Linked DNA regions of Sus scrofa: region 2 is linked to region 1. Evidence: chromatin contacts called from public HiChIP or PLAC-seq data. All regions are on one chromosome and are shown on one strand. The core of a region is the stretch at or near the end of the contact, and the rest is flanking DNA. Distances in the headings are between cores, read along the strand shown.

Evidence for each region. HiChIP or PLAC-seq counts read pairs in DNA pulled down with a chosen protein or histone mark.
Region 2: an H3K27ac HiChIP or PLAC-seq map of skeletal muscle shows a contact between it and region 1, with 4 times the contacts expected there. The contact joins the promoter of DHX40 here to the promoter of SKA2 in region 1. A contact is called at or near these places in 1 of 47 Hi-C or Micro-C datasets (heart right ventricle) and 1 of 2 datasets of contacts at active chromatin or transcription factors (skeletal muscle).

Annotation. Positions count from the first base shown.
Region 1 is chr12:35,431,655-35,434,767 of Sscrofa11.1, forward strand. SKA2 (spindle and kinetochore-associated protein 2) reads right to left here and starts at 1,640. Exons shown (of 4, transcript XM_003131674.5): 1 at 1,359-1,640. The coding sequence starts at 1,391. PRR11 (proline-rich protein 11) reads left to right here and starts at 2,040. Exons shown (of 11, transcript XM_005668999.3): 1 at 2,040-2,173.
Region 2 is chr12:35,779,994-35,783,106 of Sscrofa11.1, forward strand. DHX40 (probable ATP-dependent RNA helicase DHX40) reads left to right here and starts at 1,561. Exons shown (of 18, transcript XM_005668994.3): 1 at 1,561-1,711; 2 at 2,606-2,773. The coding sequence starts at 1,660.

The sequences.
Region 1 (3,113 bases), core at 390-2,889:
TCCAATTTCCACACACACTCCCCGCAAAAGAAAATTAAAATTTCAGAAACAACTGAAAGCAAATGAAAGTTGATTCTGTATATGCGAGACACTAAAACACTACAATTCATTTAATATCTTAGAAAAAAAAATACTAACATACATCAAGGTCTCAAACTTTCTGGGGGTGGGAATGGGGTGTGACGATGATACTGTTTCTTCCAAGATCACTACACGTTGCAGGTATTTAAGTGTTGCAGGTATTTAAGAGACCCAAGGTTCATCTTGAAGGAAGCAGCAAAGGCACAATGATACCTGAGCAGTAATGCCAGGGAATGGCAGTGGTAGGAGGAAAGGACTGCGATGGAGATGGCTTCTTTACTTAATCTTGTTATTTTCCTTTAACAAAAAAAGGACAGGAATTCAATAATGGATGAGCCCTCCAAATTCCACATTTTAAAGGAAGTCAGCCCAATCCAAACACATGTAATACAGGAGGGGAAAAGACTGAAGACAGAACAAGGGAACTAAAAAGAAAAAAAGCGCGGGCGACCAAGTGGGTAATTTAGGGATGGAAGGGAGAGAATAAAGAGAACAAGTAAGGCAAGGATCCAAAGGAGAAACTAGGACGGCCTGCAATTTGGCGCGCTCCTGCAGGCCAAGCAGCAGCAGGAGTCCTTTCCAGTTACTCGCCCCCGCCCCCTACTTTCACAATGAATGAAACTAGGCAACTCCAGAGCAGGGGTGCCGTCCACGTCCCAGTCCCGCCCGCGCTCCAGGAAAGGAGCTCCTGGTTCAGATTCCCTTCTCTCCCTCACCGAAGGGCCAAAGAGAAACGAGGAGCTTCCTTGGCCGATAGGAAGTTATGCACACAAGTCTAGAATCCTATCTCAGACTTTTTCAGCTTGCCGAGAATGTGACGGTTCAGTCCTAAAGGGATTTCTCTCCGCCCCTCTCGGTTTACTCCCACCCCACCCTCCATGCCCGTTTCTCGGAGTGCAAACGACCTCGCCCCTTCTTAGGGTGTAAAGGAACCATTCCAATCACGCCTTTTTGGTGGAAATACACAGAAGGCTGTCTGCACCAGCCACAGCTCCTTAAGAGGCGGAAAGATGAGGTCAAGGAACAAGGAATTCCAAAGGCCCCGCACCCTCAGCATCTCCCGCCATTTCCCTCACGAGTTTCCCGGATGTAACGCCTTTCCCCGTGGCGGTTAAAAGAAACCAGGCGGTGGCGACTCCCTTCGGTGCAGGAGGAGGGAGCTAGTCTAGTCCAGCCTCCACCACCCAGGATTTCCGGCGACTCCTAATTGCGTTCCACCTTGGAGGCCATCCGGGAAAAATGAACTACCCAGCAGATCTCCTTCACTTTACACTCACCATCAGTTCAAGCTTATCGACCTCCGCCTCCATGTTGAATAGTTGACATTCCTCAGACCACGGCGGCGGCGCTTAAGCCGTAAACCGTACTAGCACTGAGGGTCCCTATTGGACAGCTGTCACTCAACACCTCGCACTCATTGGTTCCTCCGCTTCACCAGTGCCCGCCCATTGGCGATTGGGAGACGCCCCTACGCATGAAACACATTTTCTTGTTGGGCGAGGACACAAAACGCCGCAGGAGGATTGGCTGCTATACATTTTTTTTCTTCCATTGGCTGCATCCTCATCTCTACTTTCAATTTCACAGTTAGAGTTCCTCAGAGAAGAGCTTCCGATTGGTGCAATTGGAAGAAGAGCCAACCAATTACACAAAAGCTTCCACAAGCGACAACGGGGACGTGACACACCTTTCCTCGGCTGCTTCCCCTCCACTTCGCTCCCGCCTTCCCCCTATTCATACTAGAAGCGCCTCAGCTCTGATTGGCCAGAACGTGGTGCAACCTCAGCCAGTCAGAAGCTAGGCTGCGCTCCTGCACTACGCAGAGAGCAAATGGTGAAGAGACAAAGGCTATGATTGGTCCCTCCACGATAAGGTCTTAATTTTGAATTTTTCTTTATGGCGAGGGAGCGGCTACTCCCGGGACGTCATCGAACCCCTGGCCTCTTAGACTAGTAAGTGCAGGGAGATCTTCTTTTGTTACCTGGGCTCGCATCTGCCATAGCTGGGCCTGTTGCTGCTTGTGTTCTTACGGTTTACTAAGGTGGGGACTTTGGCTGGACTCGGAGGGGAGATGGAGGTGTTCTGAGTTTGGGTAAGAAGTACTCCGCCTGGGTCCACTCTAATCGTACTTCTTTTTAATTAACGCTCTGCAAAAATATATTTTGGAGTAAAGCATCTGCCTTCCTTTTGCCCATTCCTTTACTTGCGGTTCAAAACGTGGTTTGCAAACCCAAAAGTACCTGCATGACTTGGGCGCTTGTTAGAAATGTAGATTATCTGGCTCCACCCAGACCTACTGAATCAGAATATGAATTTTTAATAACCCCTGTGATTATTTTGCACTTTAAGTTTGAGAAAGTACATTTCTTGACAGGGATGAAGAGCCAACCAACTACTGTGTTCCTTGATATAGTCTTAATATCTTTCGAGTTTCTATGAGAGTGGCAATTTTAAAATTATGCCCTGTTTGCTTTGTGCCTAGTACTGCGCTGGACTAAGCTTTAGGGAGCTGCAATCTCTTTAGAGAAACAAGACGGGAACTAAAAAAGCAATGCTGCACAACATAAAGTGTAAAATTAAATATAAGCAAATATCAGAAATAGCCCTATGGGGAGTTCCCATTATAGTGCAGCGGAAACGAATCCGACTTAGGAACCATGAGGTTAGAGGTTCGATCCCTGGCCTCAGTTAGTGGGTTAGGGATCCGGCATTGCCCTGAGCTGTGATGTAGGTCGCAGGCGCAGATCGAATCCTTCGTGGTTGTGGCTGTGGTGTAGGCCGGTAGCTGGAGCTCGGATTCGACCCCTAGCCTGGGAACCTCCATATGCCACAGGTGCAGCCCTAAAAAGCAACAACAACAAAAAAGACTTGGAGTTCCCGTGGTGGCGCAGTGGTTAACGAATCCGACTAGGAACGATGAGGTTGCGGGTTCGATCCCTGCCATTGCTCAGTGGGTTAACGATCCGGCGTTGCCGTGAGCTGTGGTGTAGGTTGCAGACGCGGCTCGGATCCCGCGTTGCTGTGGCTCTGGC
Region 2 (3,113 bases), core at 311-2,810, 350 kb after region 1:
ACACTGGATCCTTAACCCACTGAGTGAGCCAAGGGATGGAACCTACACTCTCCCAGAGACAACGTCCTTAACCTACTATACTGAGCCACAACTCGTGATTTGAATATTTTGAATTTCTAACAGAATCTGGGAGGTTGGGAGATTCTCTTAAAGGATGAGAAAAATCTGGGATGTCCTTCTCTTACCAGATTTATTCTTGTAGCTCCCAGGCTTTGGCGATATAAATTTGTTAGAAAGTTGTTCTCACTCAAAATATGACAAACTTGCATTTTCAGAGATGTTAACCCGTCCCCTCTAAAAGGAGTTGGTATTCACAAATTTTTAATGAGCACAGAAAAATCTTGGGGTCCAATGACATCATCTGAAGGTTGGTCAGATAGGAGAGTAGTAGCCTTTAGTTAATGCACAGTGACAGCTTGCATTGTTTTCTTCAGCTGTAAGTGTTGGTTCATTTTTTTTTTTTTTATCCTTTTTACAGCTGCACCTTCGGCATATGGAAGTTCCCAGGTCCAATCAGAGCTGCATCTATGCCAGCCTACACCACAGCAACAGCAACGCTAGATCCACAGCCACAAAAACACCAGGTCTGCAGCTCACCACAACGCAGTATCCTTACATAACCCAGATCTCACTGAGAGAGGCCAGGAATGGAACCCGCCTCCAGTTCGGGTTTGCTACTGCTGAGCCACAATGGGAACTCCAGTGTTGGTTAATTCTAACAGTAGGAATGGTTGAAAAGTCGGAAAACAACCTTCTTGCACAGATTTTGTTATTACGACTGACATCACTTAACAAAATTTTAAGGTTCTATGTCAGGAAGACTGCTCCCCAAATTGCCTTTCTGAAAAAGTCACCCCACCCTTGATTGTTGTATATCTTTTAAACTTTTCAGCGCTTGTGGTTTCCAAGGAACCCACAGCCATTAAAAGTGAGCTTAACTCCTCTGCAGATCAATCATTCACTCATCCACCCAGCAAATTCAAAAACCAGCCCACTTCGAATCACTTTGCCAGGCTGAACGTTCCATGATTTTCTGAAGTTGCCGCGCTTGCATCTATTTGGGGAAAAGGGAAAGAAAATAAACATGGAAATAAATTAAAATGCAGGATCCTGCGAAGGGAATGTAGAGCGTATGCGACGTAAGTTTTGGATCCTATGGAACCAGAAGTTCGGCTCTGCAACTCGTGGGATGTATGCCTTAAACGGGTCAATTCAGGATACGCAAAGTGACAATATTATGGAACACCTCTAGTAAGGTTCCAGCTCCTGGCAAACGGTCACATAACGTTAGGTGTGTGAAGGTAGGCTAGGCTTGCAGGGACCACTGAGCAAAAAGGTGTCCCGTGCCCTTTTGCGCATAAGAAGAGAAACAGGAGGGAGCGCTTCCGGACCTCGGGGCTGGCTTTACAACACCCGCGCAGCGTACACCTTCAGGCAGCGGAGGACACTCCGGGGTGGACCGTCTGCTCGCAGCCGCGTGGCGCGGGTTGGGGAACTGCTCGCCCGCCGCGCGCCAAGTCAACGAACATCTGCCCCTCCCCTTGCTCGAGTCGCACGCGCGGAAGTAAACACCTCGACGTCATCAGGGCGCGTCTTCGCCTTTCCCCTCCCATCTCCTCAGATCGGTGGACGTGCTCACCTCCGCTTGGGGCCAGGTCTATGTCCCGGTTTCCCGCCGTCGCGGGCAGGGCGCCAAGGCGGCAGGAGGAAGGTGAGCGCTCAAGAGACCTTCAGGAAGAGCGGCCTTCGGCTGTTACCATCGCGGATAGAGGTGCGGTCCGCGGGACACTACGGAGGCCAGCGGGAGTTAGGGCATGGGGGGGTTTGGGAAAGATAAAAGTCTGCCTTAGGCAGGCAGAGAAGAGTAGGGTGGAGGTTGTAGCGTTTTTGTCGCCCTCCAAGCGGGAACCGAACTTTGCGTCCAGTGAGCACTTTGGTCTAGAGGGGGGCGGTCCCAGACGCAAGTTGGGTGAAAACCCTACTGGGGTACAAAAAAGTGAACCCCAGCGCAGAGACGCGTTCTGCTCTTAAATAGGCTCATAAAGCCTTTGTTCTCTACCCATTTCCCCCCCCCCCCGCCCCTTCGTCGGGCCGCCAGCCTGCCTTTGGGTACGGTATGAAGGGAGCCAGTTTCCAGGAGCCAGTTTCCATGGTTACCCACCACTTGGCCTTCTGGGATATCAGTCACTCTGAACAGGGACCTAACTTGAACCATGAATCAGAAGCAAACACAGGTGGCTTTTAATTCAGCTGAGAGTTTTTCTTCTGTGTTCCGGTTTTGGGTGTTTTGTTTAATAAAATTGGCTTTTGTGTTTCTGTATAGGTGTGTTTGCAAATACTTTGCCTTATACTAGGCTTACTCTGGCAGATACTTTGAGTCATGCATTAGCAAATGCTCAAGTTATTAGAGCTGACTATAAAGTTGCATTGGGCTTATAAAAACCCTTACTTGCAAATTGGATGTGAGTGATTTAACTGAGAAGTCATGGTTTGAGTCTTTCTAGCCCTGAAATTCTATTGTCGTTCTCTTTTCATTTCTGAGAAATTGAGTTAGTGATGTTTTTACAGGTCTTTTAATTTATAAACTTTTTTGTTGTTATTACAGAAGAGAAAGGATGCACATCACAGGAGGGAGGAACTACTCCAACTTTTCCTATTCAAAAACAAAGAAAAAAACTTATTCAGGCTGTGAGGGACAATTCATTCCTTATTGTTACTGGAAATACAGGAAGTGGTAAAACAACACAACTTCCAAAGTATCTATATGAAGCAGGTAATTTTATTCTGGGGTAATATTGGGAGTATTTAAAAAATATCCCCCACCCTTTTTTTTTTAAAGGGCCACACTGGTGGCATATGGAGGTTCCCAGATTAGGGGTCAAATTGGAGCGATAGCTGCTGGCCTACTCCACAGCCACAGCAACTAGGGATCCAAGATTCTTAACCCACTGAGCGATGCCAAGGATCGAACCTGCAGCCACATGGATACTAGTCAGATTCGTTTCCTTTGAGCCACAATGGGAACTCCAAAAATTTCCTATTCTTTTTTTCTTTTGGTCTTTTTGTCTTTTTTGGGCTACACCTTCAGTATATGGAGGTTCCCAGGCTAGGAG